2 separate regions of the Mus musculus genome follow, and region 2 is linked to region 1. Evidence: chromatin contacts called from public promoter capture Hi-C data. All regions are on one chromosome and are shown on one strand. Each heading gives the region's core, a stretch centred on a gene start, on an enhancer-like site or on the middle of the called end of the contact. The rest is flanking DNA. Distances are from core to core; before and after follow the strand shown. Region 1 holds the start of Neil3 (nei like 3 (E. coli)). Region 2 holds the start of Cep44 (centrosomal protein 44).

Region 1 (7,378 bases), core at 4,111-6,610:
GTGGAATCTAAGGTTATCACCTCTTCCTATAAGCTTCTACTGCCCAGACAAATTCAAAGATTAATTTCCAGAAGGCTATTATCTTTGCTATAACTATACGCAATTGTCCAATACGTACTTGACTTTCTCATGTTGACCCCTTATAATCCTGTTACTGTGTTATTTGAACATTTGAACCTTTTCTTTCTTTGTCTGAAATAGAGATGAAAATCTCCGTTGCCGCAATTTTAAGTATGATTGAGTAGGGTTCACCTTCCCATTTTCAAGTGGCTTAATAATATGAAATCTTTAAAACAACATATATTTTCAGAGACAGCACATGATTTATCGCGCTGATTACCATTTATCTTGCCTATCCATGGGTGAACTGGGAAGATGAACTTTTCAGAGCAGAATAAGACTTTTTCCTAGACAAATGTCTCGACGCTCATTTAGTTGCATATTGTTGCCACAGAGAATGGCCTATTCACTTTCATCGTCTCAGTAATATATGTTTTTAAATTATAGGTCACTTGTCTATCAATCTAAATCCTCCAAACCCCTAATTTCAAAAATAGTTCCTAGGATCCATAATAGTGTCTTTAGGACCATGCATGAAAATGTGTTCTATACCCTTGGGGACTTTTGTGAAGTCTAAATCCGCTGTGCTTCACCTGATGATAGAAAGGAGCAAACACACCTCATAAAAGAGGGCATTCTAACATACTCTAACAAAACTGGGTCTGCTGAGAAAGCTCTGCTCCAGGAAAAAGAAATGGGGTGGGGTGCAATCACAAGAATGTTTATTTTGCTAACTACTAAGCTAGGAGCTTTCAGGTCCTCTAACTTAACCTGGATCAAATAAAGTAAGATGTGAGTATAAGCATCTCCAGATGAGGATGGAGCAAAAGTAAAGATGAGCAGATGTTCTTTACAGCATCTGGAGTAGTGTTGGATCAAAGTTACAACAGTCACAGACACTGATGACTCTCATCTGAAGAAAAAAAAAATAGAATTACTTCATTACCCTTCATTTCCTGAGTCCAGTGGGTGCTAGTAATGACCTTGCATCTCCACGAAAGTCATTATCAGTATCCACTTAAAAGGCAAAGGAGATGATGCATGCTCTATAAAACATATAGGAAACCCATTTAGATAGTTAATTAACTCATTCATTCAAATAAAAGGCAAGAAAGATATGTGTGGGAATTTTTATTTAAATTTTTATGAGGGGAAACTTTTAATGTGGGTCATCTGTACTTTGACATAGCATAGTAGATATCTTCAAATGATACGTACAACTAAAGGTTCATATAGTCCTAATAAGACATGCCAGTTAGACTCTTAAAAAAATTCTGAGCCATTTTACATTATCCAAAGTTTGCTTTTCTCCATCCATTCAATTTATATTTAAATGCCTAGTTTGTTCCTGATACTCTAAAGGATAATATAGATGATTAAGTGTAGGTAACATATTACATACATGCATGAAATCTTATAGAATCATCAGAATAATTAGTGCATGTTTCAAATTGATCAATGCTTATAAATAGACTGTTTCATTTTTGTGGGAGGGGATTAAAAAATACGTCCAGATTACACACTGATTTCACTAAAACATCATAAGCACCCAACAATTACAATTGGTAGATTGACTCCTCAAAGCTCATTAGGCAGACACGTTCATTTGCATTCTGATATTGTTTCTTATCATACGGTCCCATAAGCTCCAGCAGAGTTTGATGCAGTGTGCTTACACAGTTGTTTGGTTTTAAGCCGACAAGACAGTGGGCCACAACTTAGAGAAGTGTGCAGGTGACTGGCAGATGCCAAATTCTTCTACAGAGAGCAGTCTTCCAAATAAGAATCAGTTGTCACAAAAGGGAGGGGGAAATTAGTGACTTTTCTATGGGCTCTAAACTAGAACAAAGAGAAATGCCATATGATAAACAGACTAAGTAGTTCACTCTGCCAGTAGCTCCCGAGGTAAGATATTTTATGTTGGTTTTTGGAATAATGATTATCTGAAGTTTGAATCTTTTATTTTAAGTGGCCACTTAATATTTCTTTAGCTCTCCTTTGTTATTTTTCATATTTATTACACTGTAAAGAATACAGTATGCAATTATTTTTAAATGCTGCTTTGAGAAAACTAATCATTTCAAGCCAGTAGTAGAAACATTAAATAGCTTTAGTTCTTTGGCAAATATGCCTAAGAAACCAGGGATCATCTGTTACAATAATGATCTTGCCAGAAGTTTGTGACAATGGTCCATATTTTAATGAAATTTAATATGGATCCAACATTGCTCTCAAAGGCAAAAGGCTGTTGGTATTTATAAGGGTTATTATTATGCTTTTTAGATCAAAGGCCCAGAAAATCAAGCCACAACAGAGTATTTAGAATTCTACTGAAAGCCACATTATTAATGCCATATTGATTTTCAATCCAATGTCAATGGAAGCAGATCCTTCCTTCTAATCACACAGCTCTATTCCAATAATTAGTTCCTCCTTCTATTAAGGCATTATCCATAATAGCTTTAGATGCAGGGCTATTTATTTGTGGAATATAGCTTAGTGAGTATAGTGTTGCCAAGTGAATCTAATCATTGCTCAACCATTAATAAAGCACTTACATGAGGCTATCTAGATGCACTCTTTGGTGCCATCTGAACACAGAAATGAAGAGAATTATCAGAGCAGATAATTGACTGTAGTGAACAAAATTTAAATGGTGGAGGACACCGCCAAAACCCAAGGTCATACTTCTTTAGTTAATAAGGATCGCTATCACATATAGGGCTTATGGTATACAAAGCAGTAACCACTCCATTACTGAATCTTTTATTACTTTTAGAGTAGCTATCAGATACATAAAAGTCTGAAGGGAGATCAAACCTTGGCCCAACACCTTACTACAAGCGACAGTGCTCAACTGATTTAAATTCACCTTGAGCCCAACGCTCCTTTTCTGGTAGCATTAGGTTGATCTTTATTGTGGAATTATTCTTTCTCATGACTAACTGTACTTCACGTTTTGTCACAAAATAATTAAAATAAATTTAAAATGAATGATTAATACTATTTTCTCTAAATGCCAATAAGGTGACTATGTAAAACATAATCTTGGTTTCTTGCAACGGGAATCTTATTTTTATAAATAGTAACTTTCCATGAATAAACTTTTATAGATAAAACAGGTTTTATTTTACCAGTAACCAGCAAAGTGTTTATCACACAACATTACTGTTGAATGACATAAATCATGGCATCAATGAGGATGTTCAGATCTTACGCAGTGCTCAGTACAATAGCATTTATTTCTAAAATAGTGGCAGGCTGACTTCACCTGATTTCTACCACCAGCAGCTGAGCCTAAGCTCCTCACCTGGGTCACTGCAATACCTTCTTGAGATTTCCTCTCATGTTTTCTTCTTTGATATGCAGTGTTCTAGCCAAACTGTAAATAAATCTTGACTACCATTCAAGGTTTCTAATGATGCCCAAGATAAAGCCTGGAAGGTGACCCATTGGAGACGACTCAGCAGGCAAAGGCACTTGACACTAAGGCGGAAGATATGGGTCCCTGGAACCCACACAGAGTAGAAGAAAAAGTTGTCCTGACTTTCACATGTGCTGTAACACACACAACAACATTCAGTCACACAACAATACGCACAAAAATAAAACCCAGCTCTGAAAAGTCCCAATTGTGGTATATGGAGTTCTTTACAATCTTCCCATCAGCTTTAATATCAGGCCATCTTCGGATCTCCTTCCTTTACATACACACTGGTTTATTTTTCAGGCCCTTGAACACCATTCTTCTGCCTATATGGGCCACTTTCATCTCAGGAACTCTGAATCTCTTATGCCCCCTTTACACATCAGCTCTGTTACCACCATAGGGAGACTTCCCTGGCCTCTCTGTATGTCCTAAGAGAGAACCACACACTTCTGAGAACTTACCACTTTGTACTTCACTGTGTTACCCTTTACTGAATGGCCATGTATTTTCCCAGCTACAACATAAAGACAAATGTATTTTCACCCTCCTGTACTTTGAGAGTATGCAAAATTTTGCTGAATGAGTGATCTTCGTCAAAACTAATACTTTAGAGAAACCATTAGCATAGATCTCTATAGTACTCTGAAATAATTTCGAGAAACATAATTTTTTAAAAAGTACAGAGCACTTGTTGACACACCAAGTCAAAATAAATAAAAGCATAACTGTTAAAAGATCCAAACCTTTTTTTTTTTCCTCCCTCAGCTTGAAAATACATCTTCCTTGTTTCTTTCAAGTTGGGAGCATATGCTAATTGCATAACAGACAACTTCTTTCCTAGACCAAAGGCTATGAGGGAGCTTTGCAGGAGAAATTGAAGAACAGCACAATATTGCATGTATCCATGAAATACAATTAACCACACATCTAAAGGGCCTTAAAAGCCTGGTCGTTTAATCAGAATATTTTTAGTATAGTTCTAAGTTCTTACCAAATGACTATCCAGCCATCAGCAATGTATGCCTGAGTGGCAAACTGTGCTACGATTTGCTTTCAAAAGAAATAAATTCACTTAAGGAAACCAGAACTAGCTTTTACTGCCCCTTCATTAGATGGCAATATTCAGCTGAGTGAGATGTTCGTGCTAAATTTTCCATGTGCAACGTTAGAATTATATACTACTGATCAACTGCAGAATTTGGGGCTGGAAAAGGGCTAAAAGTCTATGTTACGAGTTCAGTCTTACAACGTGGAAAGAAAAACATACCAGACTTCGCACAAATCCGATGATAACGTCAGTGAATGTAGACGGTAAACAGCAGAAAGCATCTTTTGCTGACTGCCTGTTAACAGGGTTGGAACAAAACGCCTTCGGTGGATCTAGCACTGGCACTGTTAGACAGCTGCTAGAGCTAAGACTCACTTCTCAGGTTAAATAAATGTCGGGAAACACAGGCTCTAGGTCTTGGGAACCAGAGTAGATTGGGGATCCCAGAACCTGGGTGGTGTTTTTACTCCACTTCCCGCTGCAGCTTCCAAGCAGGACACAGGACTGACTTACCGAGGTAGCGACATCAGCCAGGGAGGCGGCAGGGGACATGGCAGGGCCCAGGAGGCTCTGCAGAGCTGTGCCCCGCACACCAGTCACCGCCTGCCCCGGTAGCACTCGTGCCCGGATCTTCTCTCCATTCAGTGTACACCCTGGCCCTTCCACCATCTCTGTAGCCCGCCCGGAACCCCTGCTAGTTGCAAGGCCTGACTGGAAAACAACCAGGCAACTTCACTTTCCTGCTGACCCACACTGGGCGGGAAGTTCAAATCTCCCGCGCGCCCCGCCCCGCCCAGCCTAGGCTTGCCCACCAGCAAACCCCGCCCATCTGCGGCCAGGCCACGCCTAGGTGGTGCGGACTCTGCTCTGGGATCCAGGCAGCCCACAGAACTCAGGGCTCTGCAGGTCTCACACTTGTGTCATCGGTATTTCCTGAGCCAGTGCACAGTGAAAGGAGTCACAGAACCCGGCTCAGTGTAAAAACTCAGGAAACTGGGAGTTGAAGACTAAAAACTACGTTCGAACTACTCAGCCCATACTTTTTGAGCTGAAATCGATCACATTAAAACAACGTCAAGTTTGCGGTTTCATAAAAGCCCAGCACTGTACTGAAGTAAAAGTGGAAAACTAAATGTGGAGATTTGTCTAGTTGGCTTTCCAGTGTAGGATGATGAATGGTTACATTTGTCTACATCAGACTCGGGACTGTCTGGACTCTATATTCTGTTAACTAAAATTCATTTCTGATCTCTGTCCTTTGATGGAGAAAAGTCTGAAATAGCCCTTTCCCTTTCACCTCTGTATTGTTTATTGCTATCTAAAGAATGACATCATTTATTATTTAGAAATTTCTGTGAGTTAGAAGTTGGCAAAGTCCAGCTGGGTGGTTCTGGCTCCCCAGTTCTCTAAAAGTTACAAGGTAGGTTTGGTTGTAGCTAGGGGATCCTCTTTCAAGAGGTTCATTTACATGGGCTGGTAGCAAGAGGTCTTATAGTTCTGGCCATAGACCTGCTTAGCTGTGCTCTAGGTGTGATTGCAGATCACACCAGAGGAAGAACACAATTGCAATACAACTTATTACCTAGCAGCTGTTGTAACCTGTGAGTTACAATCCCTTTGCGGGAGTCAAATGATGCTTTCACAGGGGTCACTTAAGATCATTGGAAAACACAAATATTTACATTATAATTCATAACAGTAATTACTGTTAAGTAGTAACAACTTCCGTGTGAACAGTAATTCTTGCAGTAATTCTTTGTTTGTTTGTTTGGCTTTTTTTTTTTTTTTTTTTTTTTTGGAGACGGTTTCTCTGTATAGACCTGACTGTCCTGGAACTCACTCTGTAGACCAGACTGGCCTTGAACTCAGAAATCTGCCTGCCTCTGTCTCCCAAGTGCTGGGATTAAAGGCATGTGCCACCACTGCCCGCTCTAAAATCTACTTGCAACATTTAAATGACTGGGATTTTGTGATGTTTTCGATAAAAACATCTCCCATAGTCCTGGATGGAGTAGCATTATTAGGAGGTATGGCCTTGATGGAGGAGATGTAGTCTTACTGGAGAAAGTCTGTCACTGTGGAGTAGGCGTTTAGAGGTTTCAAATGCTCAACCTACGCCCGGTGTGAAACACATCCAGTCTCCTACTTGACTGCCTTCAGATCAAGATTTAGAACTCTTGGCTCCTCCGACACTATATATGCTTGCACACCTGCCATGCTTCCCGATATGAATCATCATGGACTGAACCTCTGAAACTGTAAGCCTGCTCCAATTAAACATTTTCCCTTGTAAGAGTTGCCTCTGTCGTGCATTTTCACAGCAATAAAACCCTAAGACATTGGCTCAACATGATGTCTCAGAGAGTAAAGGCACTTGCCACCAAGCCTGCTGACCTCAATTCCATGCCTCAAACCTACCTAGGAAAATCAACTCCTATAAGGTGTCCTCTGATCTGCACATGTGACTGTTGCACTGTGGAACAAACTAGTCCTCAGATACACACATACACACACACACACACACACACACACACACAAAGTAGGTTTAGAAGATATTAGAATACTAATTATTATCATTGAGCCTGATATCTTTACTAAATTTTTCTTCCTACCTTTATATGTGTCAAATATGTAATCTCATCATTTGTGTTACGATATAGAAGGAATCCCTCACTTGATATAGTCATCTGGTCTATACCCCCAGAAGTGTCAGGTAAGTTTAAGATTCTTTATAAATATCTAGTCCTACATATTTTGTATTTTGCTTCCAAAAAAATTGATGGAGATGCTTTTGTATAAATATTGCTTATTATTCTGAATTTTGGAAAAACTCTGTAAAT
Region 2 (6,452 bases), core at 449-2,948, 2.9 Mb after region 1:
GTAAGATATTTAGACAATGAGGATTTTAGGGGGGGGACGGGGAAAGAAATCCTAAAATTAAATTATACAACATACTGGTCAAAACAGTAAGGCTTATTTCCCATCTTTCCAGATGCCGGGGCTAGAAAGACATACAGATATGTTAAGACAGACTTCCCAGACCAACCTTTATTGCCTAAGAAAGGTGACAGGGGAACTACTCTAGCCTCTGCTGTAACTACAAACACTGTGCCTGGGATTTAAGATTGCAGGTCTGATCTTGTTTTAGTTTCCAGACCCATCTGACAACACAATTGTTAGTTTTGTACATATCCTATCTTCCCAGGACATGCAATTTTATCCAATACTCGGTGCTACCTTTTCTTTTGCTGGTATCATAGAAGGCATTTATCTTTACATTATTTCTACTTCTGGTAATGAAATTTCGGACACTAAAGTATGCCCCAGGAACACATCCTCTTCATTACCAGCACAATAAACATTTTAAAGAAGAGTAAGATTCAAGTACAGCTTGTATCTGTAGGTGGAGGGAAAAGATATGACAGAAGAGAAAAACATAAAGGTATTTTTAAAAAAACAAGATCATAGAAGTATGTTTTCAAGAAAGGCTTTCCTAGTGTTTTTTAATTAGTAAATACTAAAATTATTACTATGAATTGAAGCTAATCAAGTACTGAAACATACTTTACACTTGACCATAATTAATCTGAGATAAAATTAAACTGTTACTTAAAAATTAGCATTTTCACTTTATATTACTTATCACAGGATATTAAATGAAGACCATATACAGATTCAATCATTAAGGTCTCACTGGTCTACCTAGCTTTCTGAAGAGTTAGGAACAAATCAAATCCACCAACCGAATTGCTGGAAGACATTGTGAGCACCGCACAAGATGGCTTTGGTGGGGAACGGAACCGATCTCAGGATCTTGGCATACCCAATGGCTCTACCACTGAGCTAGTCCCCCAGCTTTGCAGTTTAAGATACTTTGTTTCAAACCCAGCTCAATTTCGTAGCTGCTACAGGTCTTTAAAAACATGTCACAGGACTCCAAAATCATTTTGCCCAGGATAAAGTAACTAGCCTTTAATAATCACAGTGGATAGCTAGGATTTTGAAATTCCGCTTGACATATCTAAAAGACAAACTTTAAGATAAAGGGATACAAATCTGTAGAAACTAAACTTACAAAATCTCTCCGTAATAGATACTAGGAAAATGCTGTTGTAAGATCCGATGAGGGAACCGCTGTGTTCACGCATAAAACATTGTTAAAATGCTTGCAAATAATTCTGTAAAACAGTCTAGTGTAGCAGTAAGTCTAGAATACATATGTTAAAATTAGTTTTCTTTTCATACAGAGCAATCATAGGCCTCAAAGTAGATGGAGAATTCTTTTTTTTTTTTTTTTTTGGGGGGGGGGAGACACCATGAAGATGAAAACAAAGAGAACACGAAGGAAGGAGTACTTTTTCTATTCCGGACAGTCTTTTGAAGCTAGATGTATTTTTGACGGAAAGAAACTTAAAGGCATCTACAAAACAATTCAAAGAGGGCAGACTCCGATTCATTCTACTTGATGCCTTCCAAAACCATACCAGCTGGTACACAAGCAAGTCCCATCTCGAATTCCCTTTCTGCCTCTAAATTTAAAGGGATGAAAAGGTAGACCTGATCATTCGCCTACAACCCAGGAACCTCGGTGAGGACAGCAGAAGGGCCACCTTCGTCCAAGCCAGAGCACAGCAGGTCCACGAGCTCTGGCTCAGCCAGCAGCCCCTAAGCAAACTGAAAGGTTCCCAAGGCTACCGTACCAACACAGAAAGAAGAAGGGAGCACTAGAAACCCGAGAACGTGGCGGGAACCGGGTCTGCAGCCCCAGAGCCTTACGCCCGCGCCTCGGGTCGCCCCTCGTGCCGACGGTTTGTTTTTAGAACTCAGAGTTCGAGCCGAGAGTTCGAACAGCGGCTAAACATTCCGAGCCAGAGGCTGCCCCAAATGCTGGCATTCCTAGATGCAGATTCCACACTCCGTTCGCGCAGCTTCTTCAGGATACTCTACTGTCGTTAAAGTCTTATCAATTACATGTCTTTTATTGAATGTCACATTTCAAATTAGCATAATTTTGATGGCCAAAGCAGTTCAGAATGAGAAGCGGAAAAGTAAAGACTTTTTGGCGAATCTGAATGAGGAAAACGGAAATCTTTTTCCTTTAAGGAGCCGCTCCTCGACGTCACTTCCGGCAACAATAGGAAACGTCAAAACCTTGCAAGGTCCGCCACTCGGGCTTCTGCAGGCAGAGGTGCTGTGACTTCGCGGGAGTCTGGGGCGGCTTCTGGTTCCCTCGCAGCCATCGTGTTCTCCAGCGCGAACACGTGCGCTCTGGACAGGCCTCTCCATGGCTTGGGCACCAGTTCCCGGCTGAGCCATTTTCTTCTCGGCTGACAGCCCCCGCCCACAGGCCGAGTCGTCGCGGCGGCGGTGGAGATCCCAGGTCGCTCAGGTACTCGCGTCGGCACAGAGGCTTCCAATGCCTTGCTTCTTCCGCCCGCCCGGACGCTCTCACTTTTCTCCTCCGAAGTGAGGGGTAGGGATGCTTGCCACTTGATAGCCCTGGCCCAGCAAGCAACAGTTTAGGACCAATGGGTACTGTGAGACATTTTGAGTGACAGCAGCGGTGGCTTATTAAAATGGTGTATCAGAATCGAGAGGCGGGTGTGAGTCTCTTCTGTTTCTAGGCCATTGGTATAGAGGTCGATTTGGGACTCGCGGTAGCGACGTGGTGTCGTCCCTCTTGAAAGATGACAAACGGTGGAGGTTACTTTCTTCAGTTTCACGTATTGCTTTTGTGGTGGTTACAGCGTCGTTCGATGCCAAGGCACGCTTCATTTCTTACGGCGTCCCCTTAATACGAATTCAAACATATCCAGTTTAAGACCTCCGCTGATTGCTAGTTGCTACAGTCTCCAAACAGACTGTAAAATTGGTTCAACACTTTCCTTTTCGTTTTGTTTTTCTGTGGCTACGCTCCACTTTCCACATCGTATTACTCAGTACACATTGTCTAGACAAAAACCATAGAAGTTTGCAATTCTTACTCGATATATTTCTGGTTTATTTTTCGTTCTGTATTTACTAATTAATAATTGTGACTACTTAATTTATAAATGAGACATTTATTTGTAAAGACCCCCACCCCGCGCGCGCGCCATATTCTCTTCATTACCCTCAATACTGCAATTGAATACAAACTGTTGTTCATGTCAGTGTTTGCACTCCGTTTTTGTTTGTATTTTGAGACAAGGTCTCCTGTGTACTCCAGGCTGGCTCAGAATTCACTGTGTAGCCCCGACTGTCCCTAGCTAGCAATCCTTTTTCTTGGCCTTCCAAAGGCTTGGAAGTATGGTTTTGCAACAGGTCACTAAGTACTCTTCTCTTTGCTTTGGTTCTTTGGACTTTGGCACTTTCACTCCGACGAGAAGAGCTTCCGGCTACCTTTGTGAAAGGTTTTTGTTGTTGTTGTTGTTGTTTTTGTTTTTGTTTTGTTTTTACAATGTAGAGCAGGTCTCAGAATGAACAATAAATAAATTTATTATTTTCAGGTTAATTCAGAAACTTCTTGCTTATACAGTTTTTCTAAATTAACAATTACCTAAGTATCGTCATTAGTTTCATATTGCTGGTTTATGATTATCCCCAAATTTAATGCAGCTTAAAACAACAAACATGTACTATCTTGGTTTCTTTGAGTCAAGTATCAGGGCAACGTTCAACAGAGTAGTTCAGCTTGTTTCTTGAGGTCGTAGTTAGGCTGTGTTTGGGACTTGTGATACTATTGAGAGACTGCACTGAGATGGACTAAGGGTGCACTTCCAAGTGCATGCACATAGTTGCCAGCTGCCCTAGATTCTCCGCTAAGTGGGTTTTCTTCAGAAAACCCCCTTAGAGTATAGTATGGCTGTTGATTTCCCCTACAACAGACAAGCTGGGAGAAAGCATCCAACTGAGGGAAGATAACTATATTTTATAATCTAATCTTAGAAGTGATATCCTATCACTGCTATCATAGTGTGTTTGTTAAGAGTCTTTAACCCAACCCACATTAGAGAGGCAGAGGATAGATAACACAGGAGGCAAAATCGATGGAAGCCATTTTAGAGGCACCTGGAACAAATTCCGTGCCTGATAACTTTTAGCAGTTAAAAGTAATCACTACATAAGAATATCTTAGCCAAAGTATGTCCAAAAGAATTTAATTCTGACAAGGAAAAAAAAAAGCCTGATTTTGAAGTAACATGTGAATTATACTAGTATCAGCTCCTCCAGAAAAATAATTTAGAAATATTTTATATTAATTATCCTAAAGAATATTATTTAATATTGCCTGAAGGGTAGAGAATCTGAAAAGAGTGTTTGAGGTTATCTTTTACCCTTTTACATAGCTGAAATTGGGTCAAAATAAATGTATGGAAGATAGCTTTTGAGAAGGAAAGCAGTTAGGAAAAGGCTAGGGCTGGTTATAGATAAAATGCAGATCAGTGGAAAATTTCTGTTAAACCCATATGATCAAATAGGGGTGGGAAAAGTGTGCTTTGGAAATGTGCTTTGATTTTTTTAAAAAAGGATTTACATGGCAAGTGTGAGTGGTAGTGGGTTACAGAATAGGCTATACTCCATGTTGTTGTGTATATCAGTCCAAGGTGTACTCCTTAGAGACCTCTACTCAGCTGAAGCCAGAATATTTTACCTTGCTGCAAACCAGCAGCAGCAGCGAAACTTAGGATGAGACTTATAAAGCAAGGTTTATTAAAAATAAATTTAATACAGTTTTAGTAGGGACATTGATAAGGGAGAGAGAGGGAATTAATAAAACAAGGGTACACACCCCAAGTATGATCTTGGGCTTTTCAAGATAGAATTACATTAAAGTGTGTCAACAATAGCAATACATAAAATTTTGATGGCCTTGAAAGTTATAGTATTTAAAGGTTTTTAAAAAGTAAATAAACCTGTTTTAGATCTACTTGTTTTTATCTAGTCAGCATTCTGTTAGTCAATAAGATATGTTGGTTTATTGTATATTATATAAAGACCTAGGTTTAAAAAAGAACAATAACCTTTACTACCCATGCTTCACAAGAAAGTCAAGACTGTTTTGATTCTCATTGGTTCTTAGCAAGTACAGATTTGCAAGTCTCTTCCCTTTCTAAGCCCCTTGATTGTCCTGCACCACAAGCACCAGCTTCATTCTACACACTGGACTGCACGTCACCAGTACAGCTTTTGCCGACTAGCTTTAAAAGCTTAGTGGGAGCAAAAGATTCTCGCTTCATGTTTGTTATGGCACTATTTCGGCTATGCCTCAGTATAAAATTGTCCGTGCTTCTTCCCATGTTTGACAGGTACTGGAATCCTTATTTATTTGCAAAATGTTATCCAACTTTATTGGCACAAAACAGATATACAGTTCAAGTTTGAGCAATGAATTTAAGGTGCTTAGTTCTAGAATTATCCATTTACACGTTCTTCCAGAATAGAGTGCATATAGGATTGTTTAAACATTTAAATGAAGAAACCAGCTTTAAGAAGTAAACCACACTTAGCCTTTCTGCCCATACTTCTTAGTTATTTATAGATGTGGTGGGGGTGGAGAAACAAGTGAGAAGAACCTCGGATACTAAATAAACTCACCACTTTTACCATCTTTCCATGGTATTCAAGTTATGGTAATTTTCCTCTTTTGTTTTTACGCAATCATGGAATTGTCTTTCAAGTTTTCAATTGTGGTAAAGCAATGCACACAAAATAAAATTTATCAGTATATTCAGTTTAAAATGTACCGGTCAATGATATGCAATATATTTATAGTGGCTTGTGACTTATAGTGGCTAGTGACTATTTCCACTATCTACCTCCATAATTACTTACATTTATACAGCTAAAAGTGTATGTCCATCAACCACCCCTTCCTTATTCCCTTCACCAGGTCCTGACATCCTATCCTATGTCTACGATTTGTCTACACTAAATATTTCACATAAGCAGTATCATGTATATTGTCTTTATGTAGTGTTGAAATGTTAGCAATATTGAGTTTTCCGGTTCATGGGTAGGAATGTATTTCTATATTTCCCCTCTCACTTCCAGCAGCAGTGCTTGTACCTTTCACTGTACAAGTCCCACCTGACTGATTAAATTAATTCCTAAATATTGTATTCTTGCAGATGAAATTATCTTCTTAATTTCCTGTTCAGATTGTTCATTAGTATATAGAAATACAACCAATCTTTTCTGTTGACCTAGCCTACTGTCTTTTTCCTGAATTCATTTGTTAATTATACGGTGTTTTATTTTGTTTTTGACAGAAAAACACAGCTCTCACTTCAAAGAGGATAAAAGATAGTTATTCTGGAGCTAAACATGACTCCATATCTGAGAACATGGCT

The links. Promoter capture Hi-C pulls out the DNA fragments that hold promoters and counts their contacts.
Region 2: a contact with region 1 is called in a promoter capture Hi-C map of pre-B cells. The contact joins the promoter of Cep44 here to the promoter of Neil3 in region 1. A contact is called at or near these places in 3 of 39 promoter capture datasets (hematopoietic stem and progenitor cells, liver and pre-B cells), 1 of 115 datasets of contacts at active chromatin or transcription factors (large pre-B cells) and 1 of 9 other capture datasets (adipose tissue).

What each region holds. Positions count from the first base shown.
Region 1 is chr8:53,633,705-53,641,082 of GRCm38.p6, forward strand. Neil3 (nei like 3 (E. coli)) reads right to left here and starts at 5,361. Exons shown (of 10, transcript NM_146208.2): 1 at 5,052-5,361. The coding sequence starts at 5,207.
Region 2 is chr8:56,548,868-56,555,319 of GRCm38.p6, forward strand. Cep44 (centrosomal protein 44) reads right to left here and starts at 1,699. Exons shown (of 11, transcript NM_001009951.1): 1 at 1,678-1,699. It overlaps Fbxo8 (F-box protein 8), which reads left to right and starts at 2,287. Exons shown (of 6, transcript NM_015791.4): 1 at 2,287-2,509.